Linked DNA regions of Hordeum vulgare: region 1 is linked to region 2. A link is a contact called in public Hi-C data. All regions are on one chromosome and are shown on one strand. Each heading gives the region's core, a stretch centred on a gene start, on an enhancer-like site or on the middle of the called end of the contact. The rest is flanking DNA. Distances are from core to core; before and after follow the strand shown. Region 1 has its middle 17 kb from the start of LOC123401450. Region 2 has its middle 75 kb from the start of LOC123401450.

Region 1 (5,559 bases), core at 1,897-4,396, 93 kb after region 2:
AGAATGAGCTACTATCTCAAAATATCTTGCTGTGTAATGGTAGAATAGAAAATACGCTACACTCCTTCCTAGAGAAACTTCAACCATCTCTTCTAAATTTTCCTTGTAAGGCGCAAATTTTCTCCGGCATCCGTCCACACACAAGGGCATCGGTTCGAAGAAACGGATGCAAGAGACGGCTATCCAACACTATCCTCATACATTTCAACCATTGTTTTAATTAATCGAACAAAATTCATGCAAACACGAACATATTCATGTAAACCAAACGAAATTTATTACACTCTGGGCAATTTTAACTACAAAGCTACACCGGACTAAGGTGAAACTAATTGACGTCCCGTACCGGGTAGATATCCACGTCGATGACATGTATGTTGAAGTGTATATGTGCATTGCCTAGCCCTTTTCATTAATTCGTACTTTTTGTCGCGTTGGCTAGTGCATGAAGCTTAACATGGTATCAGAGTCCATAGTCTTGAGTTCAAGTCTTGGTTTTCGCAGTTTATCTAAAAATTGATGCTGCCCCCCTTTGTCCACGCATAGGCCTCTTGAGCCATGCCTCTGAGTCTCTACACGTGTTGACTTTCGCGTCACACGTGAGAGGGGGTGTTGAAATGTTTATGTGGATTGCCTAGCCCTTTTCATCAGTTCAGACTTTTGGTTGCGTTGGCTAGTGCATGAAGCTTAACAACGTATACCCTTCATTAGTCTATGGCTAGCCGCGACATGTCTTTCTTGTCTTCTCCACGTACGGAAGCCCGCTCATCGGAGTGTCGTGAGGCCCAGTGGTATATACTTCAGCGCAAAGGACAACTCCACCTTGTTTGGCACCATAACTCATCTGAGTGGCACCAGAGCATTGGGCGGGGGGACGATGGTGTCCTGCAAGAGCGGGCAAGTCACTGGTTGTGCATGTTGGCGCAACCGCGACAGTGTCCTTCCTAGGGCCCAAGCGGCGTCGGCCTCCCATGTTTTACTTTTCCTCATTAATGGTGGCGGGCGAGGATGTGTTGGCCGTTACGTCGTCGATTTCCATGAAGTCAACTTATTTCTTTGTCGGTAGGGCCCAGTTCCGCCAACGTTGTCTGCGGATGGTGCGGTCGTAGGCACGGGACCAACGGTATGACATGGTCTCGTCCACGGTAGCAAAGATGCATGTGCCACCGTGCTCCCCCACATGCCGGCCTGGAGCAACTCGTCACCCCATGACGAGATGCCTTAGAACGACAAGTTGTTGAACCACGCGCCGGCTTGGAGTGGCTTCCTCCCCAAGCTGGTCTGGAGCAGCAAGGGAGGTGGACGAGACAGATGTCTAGCTCGTATCCGGTGAGCTCGACGAGCCATCCAACTGGCTTTAATGCTCGAGAACTCCTCTTCCTACTTGTCGAATGCCATGGAGAGTGTAGAGAAAATGATGCAAGGATGAGACGAGGAGTGTGGTGCAATTTTTTGCCTGATGTCTGGCATTGTTTAAATAGCGGGCGGCTGCCTGCAGCCAACCGACATTGTGCTTAATATTGGCCAACTAGCAAACAAACGTGTTGCCGGAGTAGGTTCCTCAACACACGCGCGGGTTTAATGAAGGAAAGAAGGCAGATTGTGTCTGATTGAATGCAACGATGATGCATGTTCAGATGGGTGTGCATCAGGTGATGCTCTCTAGGCCGGTGCACCGCTTTAATGCCGGAAGTGAGAGGTCGTGTCCACTCTGGGTTGATGCCAATGTGTAGCTGTAGCTCTACAGCAGCATGAATGCGGCCAAGTGGCCATGGGTGGGAACGTGCACGAGCGAGTGTCAGTGCTAAAACTGGTGGATCTCGGGTAAGGGATCACGAAGTGTGGATCTAGAAACAATGGTAACATGAGACAAGGAAAACAATGTTTTACCCAGGTTCGATCCCTCTCGAAGAGGTAAAACTGTAAGCTCTACTTCGTTTATATTGATTTAATATGATACAACGCTCAGTTTATATATGCACCGAGGTACCTACGCTACGGATATGGTCGGTTACGATTTGTGAATTAGAAATAAACACACCAACTACTAGTAAACACTCCATTTTTATTTGTTTTTCTAGCAAGTGACTAAAGGAGACTTTATAAACACTCCATTTTTATTTCTTCTTCTAGCAACCGACTAAGGCCCTGTTTGAAACCACTCACATTATATAATCTAGTTTTATAATCTATTCTGTCTTTAAACATGACAGATTATGATGTAGATTATAAAAACTAGATGGACAGATTATTAAAAACTCACAATCTACTCTAGCCCAACTAAAATTAGATTATGGATTGCTAATGACCCATTACCCTTGTAAAGTTGGAGATAATTACATTTCTACCACCGTCACCCTCCTTTTTAAAAAAAAAATTTAAGGGCCGACAGGTCATTATGCAATGTAAAATCTGGATTACAGTTTATATAATCTGGCATCCAAACATGCCTACCTATATTATTTTCATAAATCAGATTATATAATCGATCTTCATAATCCAGATTATCATAATCTATTGTGTTTCCAAACAGGGCCTAAAGTAGACTTTTTTCATACTCTGGTTTGGGTGTATAAGGCATTGCGATAAAAAATCGTTTGAAAAAGAACAATAGAGATGCTCGAAAGGTCATGTGGTGAGTGCATCGCTTTCAACTTGGCTTTCTGGACTGTCTTTGTTACAAAAGAAAAAATCGGTCACGATTGTCAATGCAGTCCTCTCTTACCAAGTGACGCAGTACAAAAGCAACCATATTTAGTTTTTTTTCTTCTTCGATAAAGCAACCATATTTAGTAAGTCATCAATCTTACATGGGCCAACTTTCTATCACCCTTACTTTTAACAAACTTCACTTGCGTAAGAAAGTATCGTTTTGAGATCGAGCTCAAATGCACCCACATAAACAGTAAAATAAAAAAAGTCATAACATTTCAAAAAAATCTGAATGTTTTTTGTGATGAACTATGAAAAATGTTATAAGTGATTGCGGATTTTTATGATGACGTCACATTTGTGTAAGGCATGGCAAAAAGAATTAGAGTTTTAATATACTTTTGAAAATAGCATTTTCAGAGTATTATTTTTGTTTTTTGTACGATCGTGAGGTGCGTTGGGCTGGTCCATTACCACACACGTATGGGCTGGCCACCGAGGTACGCTTGAGTTAGTGTGCATATTGAGGGGAAATGAGCTGCCTTTGGACCTTCCACAGACATAAAATTCTTCCCTAGTTTTTATCAATTTTTTTGTTTCTTTGGTTATTCAGATTTTGGGTTTTGTTTTTCTGTTTTTCTTTTCCTTTTCTATTTCAATTTCAATTCAAGTTTATTGAAAATTTTAAAAAATGAACGTTTTGTCAAACTCATGAATATTCTTAAATGTTTCTGAATATTATTTAAATTTGAACATTATTTAAATTAAAAAACAAATTTCACGAACATTTACAAAGTTCTGGACTTTTTTGAATTTCATATATATTATTTTGAATTTTCTGAATATTTTCCAAATAAACCGAGGGCATGTAGGGCTCCTGCGCTGGACCGGTCCAATAGTGTTTTCTTTTTTCTGTATTTAATCGTGATTCGAACCAGGGGTCCTCCCACACCTAGTACCACGGGAAGTTGCTAAAAAAAACCTAGTACCACAGGTGTAACCACCATGCAAGAACGAGGAAATCTTATAAGGTTGAACTGTTTTTTTTTCTCCTTTTCCTTTATTTTTTTTCTATTTTTCCTTTTCCGTTTTCTTTTTCTTTTTTTCTTATTCCTGGTTGGATGAATAGTTTGAAGAAATGTGAACTTTTTGTTAAATCACTGAACATATTTTAAAATTTGTTGAACTATTTTTTAAAATAGATGTAGAAAAATCAGATTTGTGATTTTGTTTTCTAATTCGATGAAATTTTTTCAAACCGATGAACTAAATTTTGATGAGCTTATTTTAAACTTCAGGGAATTTTTTTTAAGTCATGAAATTTTGTTCAAAATCAATGAACATATTTTAATCTGTAATATATTTTTTTGCATTTTTTTGTTTCTTTAATTAATAAATGTGAACAAAGTTGGATATATGTTAAGGTTTGTACTAAAAGAGGGGCCAGATATGATTATTTCCTAATAATAGGCAACAAAATGAGCATGTTCTATGGGTGAAGGCTCGAAGTTGTCGATTTTGGCGTGCAGAGATCGATTCCGAGGAGGAAGTTTCAGTCCTCGGCTTTGAAAACCAGTTAAGGGCTAATGATTTTTTACGGTTAAACCAACTTTTATTCATAAGAAGTACGGTTTACAGGAATAACAAAAGGGTCATGAGGAAGATCCATCCACACGGTGGCGGAGCTTGGTGGGGGCCAACCTGGGCCATGGCCCCCCAGCTCAAAAACAATTAACCCTACATTTATTTGTAGTATGTTTATTTTTAATTTCAAATCAGTTACAAATAATGAGGTTTGCTCCCCCCCCCTCAAGCCCATGCCCCCCACATTTTTAGCTCAAGCTCCGCCACTGCATCCATAAGTGGCGATCGTCATCTAAACTAGAAGCAAATTTAACCACGTTGTGAACAGGCCAGGGACTACTGATGGTGTCCTAGACAAGGGAATTCAACATGTACGACCTGTCATCCACGAGCCAGGCTAATGACCCGTCAACTGACGAAGGAAGAACTATCGAAGCTGTGACCCTCAGCGTGATCAAGATGTGAACCATCAAAGACTTTCCTAACATATATCCAACTTTGTTCACGTTGATTAATATAAAAAACAAAAACTTTGCAAAAAACAAAAAATATTACAAATTAAAAAAAATCATCGATTTTGAACAAAAATTCATGAACTTAAAAGAAGTTCACCAAATTTTAAAATAAGCTCATCAAAATTTGAAAAATCATTGATTTCGGAAAAATTCATCGATTTGAAAAAAGTTCATCAAATTAGAAAACAGAACCACAAATCTGAATTTTCTTCATCTATTTTAAAATATAGTTCAATATTTTTTTTAAAAGTCATTGATTTACAAAAAAGTTCTCATTTGTTCAAATATTCATCCAACCAGGAATAAGAAAATAATAAAAACAAAAAGAAAATATGGAAAACAAAAAAAAGGAAAAGAAGAAAAAAAGTTCAATCTTACCGGATCCCTCGTTCTTGCGTGGCGGTTACACCTGTGGTACTAGTTTGTTTGAGCAACTTCCTGTGGTACTAGGTGTGGCAGGAACCCTAGTTCGAATCACGATTAAATACAGAAAAAAGAAAACATTATTGGACCGGTCCAGCGCGGGAGCGCTACATGCCCTCGGTTTATGTGGAAGATATTCAGAAAATTCAAAAACAATTCATGAAATCGAAAAAAGTTCAGGATTTTGTAGATGTTCATAAAATTCGTTTTTTTATGAATTCAAATAATGTTCAAATTTGAATAAAATTCAAAAACATTTAAGAATATTCATGATTTTGAGAAAATGTTCAATTTTTTGAAATTTTTCCATGAACTTGAATTGATATAGAAATAGGAAAGTAAAAGAAAAACATAAAAAACAAGTCCCAAAGTCTGAAAAACCGAA
Region 2 (5,875 bases), core at 439-2,938:
CGACGATGGCGGAGGCCAAGAACGGGTGCTCCAGCAGCTGTGCCGCGGTGCACCGGCCGCTGGCCTGCCTGACAAGGCAGCTGGCCAAGAAGTCCTTCCCGTCGGCGGACAGCCATTCGGGAACCTTGGGCACGGCCTACGTGTAGCCGATTCGGTGCAGCGCCGAGAGCGCGTTGCCGTCCATGCCGCTCCACGGTGCGCGGCCGGTGGCCATCTCGACAACGGTGCACCCGAGCGCCCAGACGTCGGCCGCGGGGCCCTGCTCCTCGCCGCGCGCCACCTCCGGCGCCATGAACGCGGGCGTGCCGCCGATGATCGGTCTGCCGACGGCGGCGTCCCTGGCGCACCCGAAATCCGTGAGCTTGGCGCGGCCGTCGGCGCCGATGACGACGTTCCTCGACTTGACGTCCCCGTGGACCATGCCAGCCGCGTGCAGGTAAGCGAGCCCGGCGGCCACGTCGAGCGCGTAGCCGCGGAGGGAGCGCTCGTCGAGCCCCCCCTTGCTCGCCATCCGGTCCGCCAGCGAGCCGCCGGGGGCGAACTCGAGGAAGAGCTGGTAAGAGCCATCGCCGGCGCCACGGCCGCCGATGCAAGAGACGACGCGCGGGGAGCTCAGGGTAGCCATCACGCACTGCTCCCTCCTCAGCGCCGCCGCGCACGCCGCGGTGGCCGACTTGACCGCGAAGAGCTCGCCCGACACGTCGTCCGCGGCCAGGAACACCTCGGCCCCCGACGCGCCGCGGCCGAGCGTCCGCACCCGCGTCCACCGCTTGCTCGCCGACATGGTCGTCTTCTCCGGCTCGCGAGCAAGGATCGTGTGTGTATGTATCGGTTTCTTCTTGGTTTTGCGTGTGCCGGTGCTGGTGATGAGTTTGAGTTCCCATTTTGTGGCGCGTGGGTGTATATATAGGAGGGAAGCGGTGCAGTTGGGGGAGATTGCAAGTTTAGAACATATGGAGGGGAAGGTGTTTGGCGTGCGTGACAAAGATAGGATAGGGAAAGAAAGAAAGTCGGAAGCGAAAAGGCGTGGGAAGCAAGCCGTTTGGGTTGGGCAGCACGCGGTGGCGGCGGCGACGACGGCGACGGATTGGGTTGGGCGGTGAGTGGTAACGCGCGGTCCGGGGGCTTGACCTGACCATCCATGCTTTGCGCTCTGCCTCTGCTCTGCTTAGCCTCGCCTGCGTCAAATATAATCTCGTGTCTAAGGATCCCTCCGAGTATTTTGAGCTCACCCAAGGATTCTCGGAAGGTGAACATTCTACTCCTAGTACTTGTCAAAGTCTTGGTCGCTCGTAGCGAGACGAACTGTGTGAAATGGAGCAGTGTGCATGGTGGTGGGTGGTCTCCACGCTAAGCGGGTGCACCTGACTGTAGTTGGCCGGTTGGGTCTCCACGGTTCGTGACTCTGGCATTTGCGAGGTCCACCGCCGGTGGCTCCTGAACCGGGAGAGAGAAGATTCCGAGCAAATATCTGGCGCCCTTGACGACGGGCATCACATGCGGCGTTCCACTTACACACACCGGAAGATTCGATGCCCCGCGTATTATGCAGGCACGTTCACCGGCTGCGGCGCTCGCCGCCGCGCACGCGACTCGCCGAACGCCGGCTGCCGTCCCGCTCAGCTAGCGTACAACACATGCGGAGTCCCGTTGGCCACGTCGGGACGGCGACAAGTGGCGTGACGGGAAGGCAGGGGCGGAGAGCGGGATTGGGACTGGGAGTGTGCCGATGCGGCGACGGAAAGCGTGCTACTTTTGCGGCGCGGGGGACGTCGAGGCCGAAAGCACGTCGCGTGGGTCGGATGCGTTGCGTCCATGGCCAGCGTGAGACGCGCTGCGGCAACCGCATTCGCCGTTATCATGCGTGCCGCCGCTGGGTTTGTTTGATTCCACTACACTTCACCGCCCACACAAGTAAGCCACTCCATGCATTCCTTGGCCGCCCATTTTTCTCTACCCGAAGGTGAAAGAAGCGCCCACCACACCGCACCAGATGGTGCACTTGAAACTCAGCGGTATTTTTATTTTTCTGAGAGGCAAAAGTTTTTTTTTTTTTTTTTGGAAATGAAGGTTAACCCCCGTCCTCTCCATCAATAGATTCATACAATCATTTTTATTCATTATTCTACAAAGATCTGACAAAAAAATACATCAAACCATCACTCGCACCTACAACCTTGATATTGAGGAGTGCTCTCACTCCTCATATCTATAGTCGTTGTCGTATTCCATCCATCTGTATAAAGTATCGAAACCTACAGCAGGAGCAGCAAACCTAAATCGTACATCGCATGCACACGTTCTAAAAGTCATCACCATCATTGAGACACTCACACATCTTCAGAGAAGATATCCGCATCATCCATGTCAGTCCGGCCATCCATCGACGTCACCACGGTGCCCAACGGTGCCCCTGCCCCGCGCTCATCCATCCAGACGCATATGTCGCTGGTGTTCTGTTGCATCACGCCGCCAAGACTCGTCGTCATCGATGCGGCAGATAGAACGTTGCTCCTCCTACCAACCTCCACACGATTGCCGCTGCTGGACCTAACATACGGAAGCCATCACCCACAACAACTCTCCCCCGAACACCCATACCTCCCAAGAAGGCGCCTCCATGGAGATTACGATGCGTAAGATGTTGTCGCTATCCAATCCAAGTCTGATTTTGGACTTTCGTCGAGGAGGGGGTCGAAGGTGGATAGGATAGACCTCGACTTTGCCTCCAAGGAGGGTAACAATGATCGATGTCGTCGCCCGATGCCGGACCGAACTAGTCGACCAAAGTTTCCTCCGGTCTTGATCTTGTTCCACCAATCTTTGTCTGCTCCGTATCCGACAGCGAGCCAAGACATACCACCTACAGAGAGGAAAGTACCATAGGGCTTAACCCGCTAACAAGGAAAATCGAGGTGAGCCTCCGGCGTAGATCCATCCAGGCGCTGGATTGTGACGTCCCCATTTTGATTGCACGCTGATCATACACGCAAGTGCGTACGACCAAGACTAGGGATGCCAGGAGAGGCCATCATCATACTACAAGCGGTGGCATCACATGACTTTATGGATTTGGCATGCTTTTTTTGGAATGTCGGGTTGTCACAATAACATCAACGTGCTTCAACGATATCTGCTATTCAGGAAGCTTTGCAATGGGGAATCGCCTTCGTGGAACTACACCGTCAATGGCCGACAACATCTATCCTTAGTGGGATGTATTTGTGAAGATCGTATCCGAACCACAGGGCAATATACAAAAGCCCTTCGCAACAATGCAAGAAGCAGCTAGGAAAGAAGTGGAGAGCGCATTCGGAGTACTGCAAGATGACTGAGGAATTATTCGTAGGGCTGCAATGATGCGGGAACCAGAAACTTTGTGACAGTTGATGACATGTTCTGTTATTTTTGCACAATATGATTGTCGAGGATGAGGGTGATAGTGTAAGCCAAACCAATGATTTCGAAGCACCTCACGAACAAGCTGAAATCCCGAAAGATCAAAATGCAGCTTAGCTTATGAACTTTCTGCAGATGTACGAGAATCACCGAGATCATTACGTGCAAGCGCGACTATTAAATGATTTGATGGAGCATATATAAACTTACAATGGATATAAAACAGCAAATGATTGATTGTTAACTTTAAATAAACAACAAATGACTGATTGTGCATTGAGATCATTACGTGCAAGCGCAACTATTAAATAATTTGATGGAGTATATATCTATCCCTACTAATAAAGCACCTATTGCTTTTGTGGTACGTCATTAAAATTGCCTTCAAAATTGTCTAATATTACCCACCAATGCCACCTATAAGTTATAAAAAACGTTTTGCATGTAATCCTCGTATGGGCCGGCCCAAGCATAGGGACCAGCTATACTACGCTCTGCTCGCTGGAAAATAAACAGCACGCCCATTTGAGCCAGCCCATGGGCGGAGGCCTGTTTTTTTAGTTTTTTAATTATCATTTATATGTTCCTTTTTTTTCTAATTCAAATAAACAAAAAAATTCTAAATTCGAAAATTATATTTACATAAATGTTTGATAAAACATTAAATGTTTGCGAATTCAAAAATTGTTCAGGATTTTTGTAAAAATGTTTGCATATTAAAAACATCATAATTTTGGGGAAAACATTCGTGAATCAAAAAAGTCCATTATTTTGAGCAATTTATTTAATGCAATTAAAAAAATGCTTGATAATTCAAAAAATGAATTATTTGCCAATTCACAAAAAAATACTTGAAAGCAGTTCGTAATATAAAATATTGTTTGGAATTTTAAAAAAATGTTTATAAATAGTAAGAAATGTTGTCGATTCGAAAAATGTTTCCAAATTTGTAAGGATGTTTACGAATGATCGAATGTATGCAGTTCAACAGTAATGCTTCTGAGTCTTTCAGACTATATACCTGAGTGAATTTTGAAGAATTAATTGTCAGGGTGGATCGGAATATTGTAGTATATTTTAAAAATTGTTTCTTAAAATTCAAAATAATCCTTCGAGTTACCAAGTTTTTTGACAACCATGATATTTTTTTAAAAATATAAACATTGTTTCAACTTGTGAATTGTGAATAAAATTAAAAAAAGAAATATTTTCTTGCATTTGTGAACAAAATTTTAAAATTATGCGATGAGATATGAACATAATCTGGTCATCGCCATTGAAGATGGTGATTTTTTCTTGCGTTGCAACACACGTGACCTTTTGCTAGTGAACTTACAATGGAAAAAAAAACAGCAAATGATTGATTGATGGAGCGAAAAAACGAACGACTCTGCCCCAGCCAACTCTACTTGCAAAAGTGCACCACAAGTCAGCCCTCACTTCACCGTACATTAATTTAACTTAATAATTCGACCGCCAATGATTGCATATAGAGAAATCGAACCAGCACCAATTACCTTAATTTCCACTATTTCCGCCCTCGGCTGCCAAACACTGCCAAGTGCTCCATATCTTTAAAAATCTTCTATCTCGCGCCTGTTGCGGTCAAGCCAAAAGGCAATCCAGGAGACTTGCTTTCCGTTGCAAAAGCCTCACCCAACTCAGCTCCGTAGCAGGTGGCGTCCGTTTGAACGCCGGTGCGCCGGGGAGGTTGCACTGCATGGGATCGGTGCAGTTGACGAGCGACCAACAGTGCGCCCGGCGCGATCGAGAGGATCTTCAGCAGATATGAAAGCCACAGACACGATCACGGATCACACGGACTCCCTCTGTTTTTAAATATAAGTCATTTTATAGGTTTCATTAGAAGATTACATACGGATGTATATAGACATATTTTTAAGTGTAGATTCATTCATTTTGCTTCCTATGTAACCTTCTAATAAAATCTCTTTAAAGACTTATATTTAGGAACGGAGGGAATAGTCGACATGTATGGGCAATAGGTGCTGAAAAATAGATAAGTTCGAGTTAGATGAAGCGGGCAGGCCTACTTTTACTTCATGCGACAGCTGCGATTGGATGCATGATGTTCAACAACTATTGCGTGCGTACACATAACGTTGAGCTAATTCATTTCGTGTTCCATACGCGATACATAATATTGAGCTAATTCATTTCGAGTTCCATACGCGATACATCGAGCCTTCAGAGGAAAATTTGCTCCGTACGTGCATTGAACGGTACGGACGTGGTAGGCTCTACTAAATCATTTCCAATCAGTGGTCTGAACAGTAAGATGTCAAACCCCGGTTGCTTGCAAATTACACGCGGTGGGAAGAAAAAGGTGTGCGCGATGCTTTGCTTTGTGTTCCAGCCAGCAGGGTCAACGTCCAAACTAATCTTTCTCTTGGAAAGGGGGTCAACGCCCTCTCAGAACAAGAGCAGGTACAGAAAAAAGAGAGCCTGAGCTTTG

Evidence for each region. A called contact is a pair of places that touch in the nucleus more often than the background predicts.
Region 1: a Hi-C map of leaf shows a contact between it and region 2, with 2.4 times the contacts expected there. The contact joins two enhancer-like sites. A contact is called at or near these places in 2 of 6 Hi-C or Micro-C datasets (leaf and seedling).

What each region holds. Positions count from the first base shown.
Region 1 is chr1H:484,102,530-484,108,088 of MorexV3_pseudomolecules_assembly, forward strand. No RefSeq gene overlaps it. Among protein-coding and RNA genes, the nearest start is that of LOC123401450, 17 kb to the left of the region's middle. Within about 2 kb of position 3,147, at least 2 of the 3 cell types and tissues checked have open chromatin away from gene starts, as enhancers often do. A contact at or near this core is called in leaf, where this site is marked.
Region 2 is chr1H:484,010,918-484,016,792 of MorexV3_pseudomolecules_assembly, forward strand. It overlaps the pseudogene LOC123401441. Among protein-coding and RNA genes, the nearest start is that of LOC123401450, 75 kb to the right of the region's middle. Within about 2 kb of position 1,689, at least 1 of the 3 cell types and tissues checked has open chromatin away from gene starts, as enhancers often do. A contact at or near this core is called in leaf, where this site is marked.